Linked DNA regions of Oryzias latipes: region 1 is linked to region 2. A link is a contact called in public Hi-C data. All regions are on one chromosome and are shown on one strand. Each heading gives the region's core, a stretch centred on a gene start, on an enhancer-like site or on the middle of the called end of the contact. The rest is flanking DNA. Distances are from core to core; before and after follow the strand shown.

Region 1 (6,657 bases), core at 1,323-3,822, 35 kb after region 2:
TTTTGCATGGGAGGTCAGGTGTCGCAGGGATCAGTATCTTCCTGATGTAGGAGCCGCCGCCTCAGGGCTCAGAGGGAATGAGCCACAGATGACGGGGAACGGGACTTTTTCAATCAAGCAACCTCACACGACAGTGATTTTGTGCATTTTGGCAGCAGGGTGACAAATAAAAACAATAAAATAGAGATCAATTGTAATCAGTCACAAGACATCCAGACATCTTCAGGGCAGATGGAAGATAAAGGAGAGTGACAGAAACTTCTACCATCATTTCTACTTGACATTTCCTTTTTTGTGTGTTTCTTCTGGAAAAAACACATTTTTAATACCTAAAAATGTCTAATATTACAAATACAAGCTAGATTTGTTGTTGATCAATCTAAAAGAAGAAGAATTAGAATAAAAAAGCAGACATTTGTAAGTCTGCAAAGTAATTCCATGGGATTTATAAGTGGAAGCTCGGGTGCCTTTCAAAGAATCTTTATCCACACATTAGTTAGTGTTGTTGATTATGCACACGGGGTATTAATGTCTTATTCATTTTTTCCTGCCTCCCTCATTTCCAAATATCACTAATCCTGTTAGATGAAATCTATTAATGTTCAGCTTTGGCTGCCACACACAAAATTCCAAGTCAGTCGATAAGCCCTAAATTTGCCATGAAAGCATATCTGGACTGCTTCTCTGGATTAGAGAGCTTTATTGTGGCAAACGCAGACGTGTGACCGGAGCTTCACGGTGGGGAAAGTCACACACACTCCAATAACAAAACCAACAATAAGGTGGAGATAAACGCCTGCTTTTCTCGTATCCCTCATTTCTCATTCATTAGCGTTTCGTGTCTGATCTCAGCTGTGAACCTAATTAAGCCTCTTCTAATCCAGTGTGATACTTTAAATTTACAGTTTTGTGACAAGAAAAAAATAACAGTGGAAGGAAAAATAGAAATAATTTTTCTTTGTGATATTTCCCTTTGTTGAATATTTTTGACAAAAAAAGAAACAAATCAATCACCCTAAACAGAATTTTAACTTATACATCCAGGAAAAAGGTCAAAGCCTTTAAAAATTAGTCCACAATGCTGCAAAATCCCTGCCAAACCCTTCATAGAAAACCTAAAGATTCCTTTCTCATCTCTTTAGAACAGCAGCAAACAAATCACAGGGAAACCTTCCTGTGTTCCTTAAAAGTGCATCAGTTTGTAAAGTCCCACTGTCACTTGCTGCAAAGGCTGGTGGGAGACAAGCGCTACCACAAAGAGCTGCTACATCACAGCCCCCGAGCAAGAGTGAGAAAAAATATGGCACAAAAGAAGCAGCTTGGATGACACTGTCTGCAAAGATCCTAAAGGATGCGACGAGCGCCTCACCGGTGTGCGGAACAGCAGATTGATAGTAAAAACTGTCACAGATTCTTCCTTAACACCTTCAAAGGAGGTGGCAGGGATGATAAACCCAATTTGTTTCTGTTGAAACAGCACTATAAGAGTAGAAGAGTGTCACATTTATCATGTAAAGTTCATAACATACCGTGTCTCTAAGGATCAAAGATACAATCACTGTTTTGCTTTGGCACTCTGTGTAGTCTGGGTTATATTTCCCATTCATAAAAATTACCTTTCCAGTACCCTGCCTGCTGAGGTCCTGTTCCCGGTGGGCAAAGACCCCCCAATATTTCCAATGACGACCTTTAAAGGTTTGCTTGTTGCAATCAGAAACAGCCTGGCTGTGTTTTTGCTGTTTCCATCATAAAGTTAAGCCTTTTAAACCCATAAAAATGCAGAATTTGCCCAATTTCTTGTCTGCTATCAGACCATTTGGCCAGATAGGAAACTTTCAGCACCGCAGAGAAAGAACAGCTCCGCCAGAGCACTAAGCAGCCACTCAACAGGCAGCTTTGACAAGTAATACCTGTCAAATCACAGCAACAGCACGCTGACTGTGGAGAGGCTTTACTACAAATGTCTACTTTGAAGGCTCGTCATTATGTAAGATCTCAAACCCTTACATTCATTTGCGTAGAAGCGGTAGGATTTACGCGCAGCCAAACCTCAGCTTAACATCTTACACTACAAGCAATTGCAACGTGTTTTGCATGGCTCACACAGACAATGGACAGCTTTCATGCGCAACGACGCATTATCTCCAGCTGTGCGCATCTATCCATGAAGAACGCTCCTAACGCAAAAGTCAGCTTACCTCTCCAAAATGACGCAAAGGCTGCTGCACGCGCTTCCCACTTAAAAACAGAGGTGATCCATACCGGCGAGTGCGTGAAACTTTTATTTGATGCGCTTCTTGCTGGGAGCGAGATTTGGGGAAAGACTGCAACTACAGGGGTTGTGCGGATTCTCCGAGTTTTACGCACAAAATCATTGTTCGGGCAAATGAAAAGAGTCGTGCCTGAAAACTTATCCTGCATGCAAGAAAAAAAACAATATCCTCAGTAGGGAAAGATGGAGTGTGGAGTGCAGCCGTGAAGAGCCTGGCGCAAGCAGATTTGTCCATGCTGCTCCTGCAGCGAGCAGCCTCGTCAGCCTCTCTGGGTCCTAACGCTGCGCTAAACTAATGACATCTCTACCAGTCCAGAGCCTGCCGAGACTGACGAGGATCCACATAAAAGCAATGCTTTGGAGAACATGAGGGTCCTCCTCTGGACTACATAATCTGAACACTCAAAAATATTTAAGTTCATTTGTATGCAAAAACATTTGGAATTGTTTTTTGGTTTCCTTATTTTATGGTTTCAGGACCTTTAACAGAGAATCAAATTTCTAGAACATAGTTTATAGAATTCAGAATGAGAATTCAAAACCGACTGATAAAGATGGCAAAAATGTATTAATGCTTTACAGTATATATTTGAACAAAATCCCATGCAAATTTTTTGTGCTATTTTTTTAAGATCACATAATTGATCACTGTTTCAATTTGCAGGCTATCTAGGTTTCCCATTTTTATTTCCACCCAGTATCAATTTAAGCTGCTTTTTCTGTGGATCTAAAAAGTTGTAAAGAAATGTACCCATCATCAAGAAGAGAAGAATGGATTACCTTAATCATTATTGATCACCCATACTCAACTTGTGGAGACATAAGAGCTAAACTGTTTTGTACTTCGTCCCTTTGACCACAGAAATTGAATCAACATGCAAGTATTTGATATATACTCTCACACCAAAAAAAAAAAAAAAAGAAAAGTACACGAAATTACACAGAGGACCATTACTTGCAGTTACAATCAACTTCCACAAAACAACAAACCAATCTTTCAAAAAGCACTTTAATAATCATGTTCTTTAGTGGTTTGGAAAACAGTACAGCAGTCACTGCAGGATATCTGCTCTGCCGATGATTGTTCCTGTGGTAAATATGTCCCCATTACACTTTAGAATCAGTGTTCTTTTTTTAAGTTCCTCAACTCAAAGTGCATCCAAATGGTCTTTTGCACAAATAGACTTGGTAAAAAACAAACAAACTGTTTTAATATTTCACTTAACTAAAACCTGAAAAGAATCAAATCTAGATTTTGAAATTTCAAAGCAAAGCCTTTAACTAAATAGATATATTATTGATAATCTGAGGCACTGGCGAGTTCTCATTAGTGATGCAAAAAAAAAAAGTCTACTCCTGCATGTTTTAATCATTTAGAGAATGCGGCATTTAGAAAGTTTTGCATACAGCATTATTAAAAACGCATCCAAACTTGCAATATATTTGCATGTAATTTGCTGTGTTTAAAGCTGAAGTTTCTTTCTACCCGTCTGTAAAAGGAAAATCTTGCAAGGACAAAAGATTCTATTTGGCCTCAAAATTGAATTTCTATATTAATGCATTTATGTATTCCATCATCCTCTGGAATCAGCACATCAATTCATACATTATGCTCCCCGTTGCTTTTTCTTCCTATTTGGCTATTCACTTGGCAAACCCTTTTGTTCGCCAGTATTTGTTTATTTTTCTATTTTGAAAATCTGTACTTATATAGGGGTAAATGTGAACGCAAGCTACTTCCCTGTCAATCAAGGCAGAGGCTGGCTTTTTGAAATGGAAAGAACAAACATTCTGACTCTTATTTTTCCTGCATCCTTAAGAACTGCATGATTTGCTAAAAAGAGAGGTCATACCAAACAGAGAAGATGGACAAAGATCAGTTTTCAATCAGTTGACATACTCCTGATTCCATGCAGGAATGAGCTCCGACTCTCAACTTTTGATGCAACAAGATCAAATGTTTGTCACTAAACTGTTCCAAATATGATTAACAATAAATTCTACTGTTTAGTTGCTTGTTTGACACAAATTAGGTTTAAATATCTGTCTTGGGTTGATTATTGTCAGGACCCTGTGAAGGAGGTTAACATGACAAACAGCCTTTGATATCAAAGTAGAGAGTTGAACAATAGTGTTCTAAAGTGGTGTATCACCATTATCTTATCAACAAAAAACTTTCACACCCAAATAGTAAAGAGTCGAGGGGTAGCCATTCATGTTAACGATTCTATTTGTGGTTGATGATCCCATTTATAGTCGATATTAGTTCATTTTGAACAATCTAATTGACTGATCTAAAATCGATACAGGACATCTTTAGCAAAAAAAAAAAACAACCAGTGTCACTCAGAAATGAACAGTGCAGGGGAAGTTTTCCAGATTCCTTGTTTTTCTTGCAAAACAATCCAGTGTTAATTGAATTTATGGACAAACAAACAAGAATTAATAGCAAATTCATTCACACATTATTTTCATAAAATTGTTTTTCCATACAAAAAAAAAACACAATCAGAACATTATTAGAATATTCTACCCCACTGTTTGGCCACGTCTTTGCAAAATTCAAATTCTACAATGTCTCCTACAGTGTCTCTACACATTGGACTGCAATGATGAAAAATCATTTTTGCTGGCATCACATATGTGTTGTCCACTGTGATCACACTAACGTTATAGTAAAATCCAAATAGTATGTTTCAATAGGAATATAAAATATTTTTATTCATTTTGAAATTATTTCATAATGGGATAGATTGATATTCGGCTACCAACTTGCTTTCAACAGATCAGTCCGGTTGGGTCATAGGAATATCAATTGAATCATAGATTAAGCTAATTAGTCGTTACACACCTGATTAATATGCATTGACCTAATTTGAATTAAAAGAATTCTGAATGGTGGTGCTCAAAACAATAGAAAATCACTTTACTTACATGGTGCTTGGTGGAAAGTAGGTCTAAATATACGCAAGAATTACTTGCAAATAAACAGATGCCCTATTTTCTTTTCTTCAGGTGGACCAAAGTTAAAGTGGTCCTTATCTGAACTCACCGAAATGACCTGGAAGACTTTGTGAAATGAGATGGGAGCATTCTATCATGTCCGTCGCCATAAAAACTCAGTTGTGTAAGAAAAAGTTATGAAGCCATGAAATTTTACAACTCAAAAGTTGATTATTTTGAAAGTAAGAAATATGCCACTTTATTTCATGCGTGTCAGGATGTGACGTTCAGAGCTAACTACATCCATCCATCCATTTTCCAAACCCACTTAATCCCTTTTGGTGTCACGGGTCGCCAGTCTGTCGCAGGGCTACACACATGCACATCCTCACCTACAGACAATTTAGAATCACCAATTAAGCTAGGAAGCATGTTTTTGGACTGTGGGAGAAAGCTTGAGTGCCCAGAGATATCCCACACAAACACCAGAAGAACATGCAAACCCCATAAAGGAAGGAACCAGCTGGGATTGGAATCTTCTCACTGTATGGCAATATTGATAACAAGCCACACCAAGGTAACGACAATCAATCCTAATTTATATTCATTTGTGTTTGAACAAACTAGAAAACTCAGCTGATGCAGCCAAGCTTGGTATGCAGGACAGGAATGTCTATTTGCAGTGATTAATCTTATAAAAAGGAAAAAGAAATGAAAAAAAAAAAACAAGAAATGAAACACAATGAGGGTACACATTAATTTTAAATAAGAAAAATAACATTCCTTAATGTTTTATTCATTATTTGTTGAAGCACACGGGTGTTATTTCAGAGGAAAGCCAGACATGATTTGACTATTTACACTGCATAAATATTAAAACCTTACAGATTAAATCCCTCACCATCTTTGCCTGATATTTGTCCATGAGACAGACAAAAATACGCTGATAGTGTGATACCTTCAGCAAACTGCTGTAACGGTGCCTGGACCTGATGGCGATTCGCGTGTTGCAGATTTCCCCAGTTTTAACAATGGTTTTGCATTAGATGTAAAAATGACTATTATTGATGTCTCATTAGCTCCGTCTGCCAGCAGCGTACAAAAATCAAACATCTTCTTGGAGTGATTAATGGAGTATTCCATATGTCCTCTTTAAGTATGTTGCAACAGTTGTTCTCTGTGTATAATTGTGTTTGTCTGTGCACAAGTGTGTGTTAGGCTCAGTTACAACAGATGGGAAGGAAAGGGAAGAACCAAAGGAGTTACAGATGGGCACAGGTCCATTTGAACATTAACTTGATGACAGATCAACAGGTCAGGTTTCCAGGAACACCACCACATGTTCAGCACAAATGGCCAAAAATGTCCTGCTGGCGTTCAAATTCTAAACCCACCCTTAAAATATAGACTGAGAGCAATAAGAAAAATGAAAGTAGTGCTGA
Region 2 (6,832 bases), core at 4,019-6,518:
GTTGGTGAAGCTAAAATGGCTGATTTTGGTGGTGGGTCACCGTAACCTTCAAGCTGAGCTCTGTGCAATCAAGCCCACGAGGCTGATAAAAGTACATGTGAAGCACACAGCTGCATTTGTGCAGCAAAGCCTGAAGGCGTGACAGACGCAGGTAATAAAATGCAGCAGAAAACAACAAATTGGTGCAGGCTGCTGTGCTCCATCAGAAACATGACATCAATATGAGACAGGAGGAAAAACAGACAGTTATGGGGGGTGGGGGTTTGCAACATATAGATTTAAGGGAAGGGATGGAAAGAAAAGGAATCAAGCTGAAAAACTGACACTTGACATAATTCACCTGAGTGCAGGGTTTCAGTGCCATCATTGCCATCATCAAGCTGTGTGTTCAATTTTAAGGGTGTTGAATGAACAGTCTGCAGGTTTGCGGGTAATTTCAGGAAATGTGTACTAACCCTCCTCCTCTTCTCGCTTGGGGCTCAGCCATAGGTGTCCTTATCCAGAGGCCAGCGTCCTCTCCGCATCCTTGAGCACCGGTGTTGGGCATCCAGCCAGTGACTGATCACCCGTTCATTCCATCTTGTCAGCACTTTCACTCATCCAGCTCGTCATCAATGCTCGGTAGTAATAAAACCAATGTCAACCTGCTCCGTGTGAAGCTCGCACGGAGAGATAAGGCTAAAAAAATCATTTAAAACCGCTTTTGTTTAAAATGATTCCACCATTGTCTACGTACAAACCATCTCCTCAAAAACATTTGTTGTTGACAGCAAATTTGTTTCACTCGATTTCTAAGCTCAATAGAAGTTTTTGTTGCTCTAAAGTCGTGTTTCATGAGCATTTGGTTAACAAGGGTTTGTTTCTGAGCAGAAAGGATTGATAAGGTGAGATTGTTCTTTAGCAACAGGAGTACATTTTGTTAATTAAAGCAGCATGTGGCTGCAGTAAACATTAGGGAAATGGGGCTGTATTACATGGGCATTACCTCAATGGATGATCCATGTCCAGGAAAATCTCTCACAGAGGGGGCTTTACAGCTGGCCCCTTCACATTAAACCAACCAGGAGGGGGAAAAAAAAGGACTAATTTCAGTCATAGAAGAGACTGATGCAAAGACCAGAATCATGTAGAGGAACAAATTTTGGCACAAGATCAAAAAGACAAAAAAAAAAAAATCCAATTTCTTTAACTTGTCCAGATTGTGATAAGCAAAAAAAACTTACATTATTGGAGCAACAAATGCCTTAAAAAATCTAAAATGTTCATGTATTGAGAGATAAGGTAAGCATATTTAGGTTACAAAAACACAACAGAAAATGCCAGCCTGATAACTGCATGATGGATTGAATGGTTCTAGGGATGATCTAATATGGACTTTAAATGCTGGCAAATCTGTTTTAAGAAGTAAAATAGGATTCCTTCCACTCAACAGCTAAAAAAATGAGAATAGCTGTGTCCAAGTATTGTCCAATACAGGGGTCTGCAACCTTTAAAGGGCCTATTGTGCTTTTGTTAAGCCTTTCAGACTAATCTGTATCCATATATATGACTATATATTACCTGTGGCACACTAAAGAAGAGATTGTTTCTTGCTCCTTGTGGGTGCCGTCCATAAGGTGACGTCAACCCAGAGGCGGCCCCGCAATGTGTCTGCCTTTTGCCCACAAAAACAAACAACATATGAACTTTTACAAAGATGGATGTGCAGACCGTTTAACTGCTTTTAGTAGTCCCGGCGTTTGTTCAAAAAAACTTAGCAGCTTGCTCGGAATTTATTAGAGACAGACGTCTATTAGAGCCTGTCATTTAATCAATTACAGACAGAACGGTGATGGCTAATGTGTTCATTTTGTGTTGAAATTCGGTCAAGAAATGCCACAACACAGGAATAACATTGCAGGATTTGATTAGTACATTGTATTACATTAGCTCTGGCTGTGAACATTTCTTTTCTCTTTGAATCGTTCAGTAATCCGTGTTCAAAGCAGTTCTTCTAATTCGTCGTTCGCTTTCTTTATACCTCCACCAGGGAATTGTTTGCTTGTTTCCACAGTCGTCTTCTCAATGTCATTGGCGTACGCGACCGCACGAAGTTGAAGCACTCACCATCACTACACTTGCTTACAACAAAAATACCAGACACCCGGCATCTGCACAACTGTGTACGACTCGGGGGCGGTAAAGAGATCGTAAAGGTCTATAGTAAGGAACACCTGTTGGACCCAATGGCTATTGGAGACGTGACACTGTTGAAAGATATTTGGTATCGCAGATTCAAAATGAATGTGTTTTTTTTGCCAACGTCTACTTTTGACAGCAGCACAAACAAGTGATTTCAAAATAAAATACACTTTGTGCAAACTAGCTTCCTCCTCCTTTTTTTCAGTTATATACTTTGAATGACTGTCTATGAACAGCAAGTAGACACTGTTGGCCAGCAGAAGTGAAACACATGTGCTTCGAAAATTATTCTGATAAAAAAAAAAAAAAAACACGTCTGACAATAAATTAAACCTTTCACCATCAGCTTAGTTATGACGTCTATATTTTGGAGGAGCGGTCAGCAGTTGTTTAAAATTATAAATAAATTATTATTTTTTACTAATATAAGATCAACTTAGTTTAAAGATCTAAACATAAATGTTAAAAAAAAATAAAAAAAACATTTATTCAAATCTGTTGCATATTTCTTCAAAGCCAAAGAGCCACAATGGGTGAATAAAAGAGTCGCATGTGGCTTCAGAGCCTTGGGTTGCAGAGCCCTGGTCTAACATTTATGCGTCTTCACTTTCAATGTTTCACGTTTCTTTACAAAAATGTTCAAATGTCTTATTTTATAGAGTAAGCAGAGAAGCATTATGGATATGGAACGAACAGACAGGTATGGTGTTTCATCTAAGCGTGACTGTGAGTTGTTTCAGACTGGAAGCTAAATTTCTCACATTACCCATGTGGGTGAATCAGTAAGTGTTGTGGGAACAGTGTGATTGTCTTGAAGCTTTTTGACTGCAGAAAAAAGTCATTTACTTAAAATAGCTGCAAACACCTCTTAGCTTCTATCGCATAATGGAATCAAAACTGGAGAATCAATGATTCCATCCATTCCATGTTTTCTTGGACCCACATATATAATTATTTTTAGTGAATTGACTCGTTGACATGAACATGCACCATCATCCAGAGCCTTTTAAACGTCTCTTCTTATTCAGAAATCAGACAATACGACAAAATTAGAAAAGTATCTCTGCAGGAGATTTTTGGGAATAGACTCCCATGTGTTTAAAGAATTGGATGACTGAATGTATTTATTTTTTTTACTTCTGGCTCAAAGATACAAAGTAAAGAATGCAAAGAAGGAAACGAAAACACATGTACCCATGCTGTTTTTCCACGGAGACAACATCTGTCTGGTTCTTTACTGTTGAAGGTTAGGTGGAGTAACTTGTGATTTTTCTTTTTCCTTCTTCATGGTTTTATATGAGCAAAAAATAATTTACCTTGTGTCTGCAAGATGGAGGTTCAAAAATAGTTCATTACAACCCAAGGGCGTTGGTTTAGTTAACAGACTTAAAACGTTTCCTGCAGGGATTTGTTGCAATCTTGTCACAGACAAGATGTCTGATTTACAAAATAGAAAAATAGGACCAGAGAAATAAAAGTGAAAATATTTTAATGGTTTCTGAACTTGCCACGTGCATGCGTGTGCGATAGTAAAAACTTAAGGGCACGTCACAGTCACAATGTACATTTTGCGCATTTTCCACGTATGAAATAAGTCTTTCGTGATATATGAATGATATACATATTCATAAATGTTTCTTGCATTCATCATTTGTCAAAGTGCGCAGGTGTCTGTTGAAGGTTTTGACCGACGGATCTTATTGGTTATGAACTGTTAAAAATTTTGGGTCGTTTGGGAATTACGCAGTTTATGTGTATTTCACATAATTTATACACAATTAATATGTAACTCTTACCTAATTGTGCATGAATTTTGCGAGAATCATACGCAAATTTGTGGTTTCCACGACCATTCCATGTGTATCGACTCTTCACCCATGCACCATCGATGTACAACTTTTGTATCGCGTGTATGGCACACATATAACGATAAAATTACAAAATTAATGCACAAATCACTTGTGAATTGCATATAAAAAGCACAATAATCACGGACAGTTCACGTTCTACGTTTATTTACGTATTCTTTGTGTGGTTTATTTATGCTTTTTCCCTGATTTTAAAGTGGCTCATTTGTAATACATCTGTGAGAATTTCATGCAAGACTTTTCTCACTTTTTTCACGTAAATTCATGTGTGACTAATTTTCATCCATGCAACATGTGCAAAATATACATAGTGGTTGTGTGACCCAGCTTTTAGGATGATGTCTAGCCATGTTATGCCAATTGGTGGGTTTCCTTGGTAACGGAACTGCATATCTAAAGTACCAACTTTTAAAAGTTTTGTTCTCAATTCTTTGCTGATGGAACTCTTTTAATGTTAGATACACAGTTAAAATCAAAAATTGAACGCAATCATGAGTTGATAGTAGAAGTACAGTTTTGTATGAGAACCCTGTGTTCTGGGACAAGTTAAGCTGAATTTTCTAACAAACTTTAACCAGCTTTTATTAGGCGCACATACCTCGAATCCTCTATTTGGTGCTTTTATGGCCTATATTTCATCCTAAAGCTGAGGGTTTTTCACCTATTGTGCTTGTTGCCTTTTCATTTTACCAAATTTATTTTTTATGTGATTTGGAGGTGTTATCAAAATAAAAATAAAAATACCAAAAAGTACAATCATATAATGCAAAACAATTCTGAGAGAGTAAGTTAAGGGATTTTCTTTCAATAACAATTAAAAAGTCATAAGTAATGTATTGAAGTCTGGAAGTAACTTGAATAAAACTATCCATATTGATGTGCAAACTAGGTTTGCTGGAATGATCTATATGGGATTCATCTGTCTTCATTTTTTTCCAACATAAGATATATACTTTCAATCCAATCTTAAATATCTCAGAGGAGGCAATCAAGAAAGGCTTCAACAGGTAGAGCCAACTCCTGAGAGAAACTGTTCTCACTTTGGAAAACTGATGCCAAAAAAAACCCAACACACTTTCCCTCCCCAATGAGTGTGAAAATGCCTTCGCCTCTGTGCCTCAAAGCAGCAGAAGCCAAAGTGACGGAGACAAAAGGTAGCCTGAGTATTAATTCAGCAATCACATCTTCTTTCAGGATCCTTTCACATGCAAAACACCAGACAGCGCATTGGGCAGAAAGGGACGCTAACAATTACTGCCTCACACTGCGCTGCCGTTGGAGAGTCACTCTTCAGGCTGATTGACAAATGAAAGAGCTGAAATAGCCTCCATTTAAAATGGCCACTTGCCAGAATAGAGGGATCATCTTCAATATCTTGTCTCAAATGGGAAAAGGGAAAAGATGAGCGTGCATGGGAAAAAAATAAAAAAGGTTCACAATTCAGTACTTTACAAAAGCTATTTAGGATATATGAACACAATACCCAGCGGTACTGCAGAGGCTTTAAAGCTCAGATTTAAACCGAACATCAAGGCGAAGCAAAAACCTTGTGGTTTTCAATGCGAAACCTTTAGGTGCCCCTAAAGTTTTCGTATTGAGAACTTTTTCCCGGAGTGATCCCTAATGATTATCAGCGCTAACCAGGAGACACATGCAAACTAATTAGCTAAAACCGCCTTTCCATTATGTGGGCAAAAACTTTCCTGCCTGTTTTTGTGTGGGATTTCTAATGATTTTAGAAGTGTTTTTTTAAAGACTCACTTATAGTTGAATTAGTTAAAATATTATTAAGTGTCCTGGATCAGATTTAAAAGAACTTCTGTGACCCTGACCATTTAGATTCAGATCTATCTATATATATACCCAGGCTAGATAAGATACTTCTTTTACATCAAAGTCACTGGTATAATTAAATTTTAAGAAGTAATCTTTGGTCCATACAATATCAATATAATAAACAATTTGTCATGATAAAAATTATGACCAAAACAAAGTGCATCATTCCGTCACTAAAAACACAAAATCATAATTAGGTTTGTATGAACTAGACCACACACTTGTGGCAGGGATGCAATATGATTGCTCCAATTTGCTGTGAAGTACAGGCATTAGACGACAAAACAGACTGTTGTTTGACAATAAAAGTACAGAGATAACCTAAATTCCTGCCAACCCAAATTACAATAAGTTACCATTTTACTTCAAAGAGAAAATAACTGATGAAGGTTTTTAGTAAATGTAGGAATTAGCTGTTAAAATTTAGTTTGAGTTTGGCTTCTGAAAATTAGCTTGGCCCTCGGGACACGACAAAGAACACCAACAGAAAACAGCGGCAAGAAAACCTCCGAAAATCAACAAACCGGAGAATGTAACCAAGCGAAGCAAGTTAAACTACACATTAGCATGCATGGACTTTAGCACATCACAGAAAACACAAAGGCAAGGAGAAACCCATCTTAGCATTGTGCACATTAGATGCAGGTAGCCTGAAAGACACAAAGCCGTGTATATAAATAACATGTGCTTGTATCTGAGGCCACAAACAGCTGCAGGGGGAATGCTGAGTGCTGCTGCACAACACAAACAGGTTCTTTAATGGAGAGAGGGATGTGAGGAGAAATTCATTTGTGGGATGGTACTCTCCCACAGCCCCACAACACACACCCCATGAGAGGTCCGCTTTCACTCGATGGATGGGGATGGATGAGTGCTCCCTGAGTGCTACGGCCACATTGAGGGATGGGTGTAAAGGTGCGGACGTGCTTTTGCTGTGTTTCAATGAA

The links. A called contact is a pair of places that touch in the nucleus more often than the background predicts.
Region 1: a contact with region 2 is called in a Hi-C map of embryo, with 1.6 times the contacts expected there. The contact joins the promoter of robo1 here to the enhancer-like site in region 2. A contact is called at or near these places in 3 of 5 Hi-C or Micro-C datasets (embryo, fibroblasts and gastrula embryo).

Annotation. Positions count from the first base shown.
Region 1 is chr13:9,582,610-9,589,266 of ASM223467v1, forward strand. robo1 (roundabout homolog 1) reads right to left here and starts at 2,573. Exons shown (of 32, transcript XM_023961823.1): 1 at 2,199-2,573.
Region 2 is chr13:9,545,178-9,552,009 of ASM223467v1, forward strand. The region is part of intron 2 of robo1 (roundabout homolog 1); the gene reads right to left. Among protein-coding and RNA genes, the nearest start is that of robo1, 37 kb to the right of the region's middle. Within about 2 kb of position 5,269, at least 1 of the 8 cell types and tissues checked has an H3K27ac peak or open chromatin away from gene starts, as enhancers often do. A contact at or near this core is called in embryo, where this site is marked.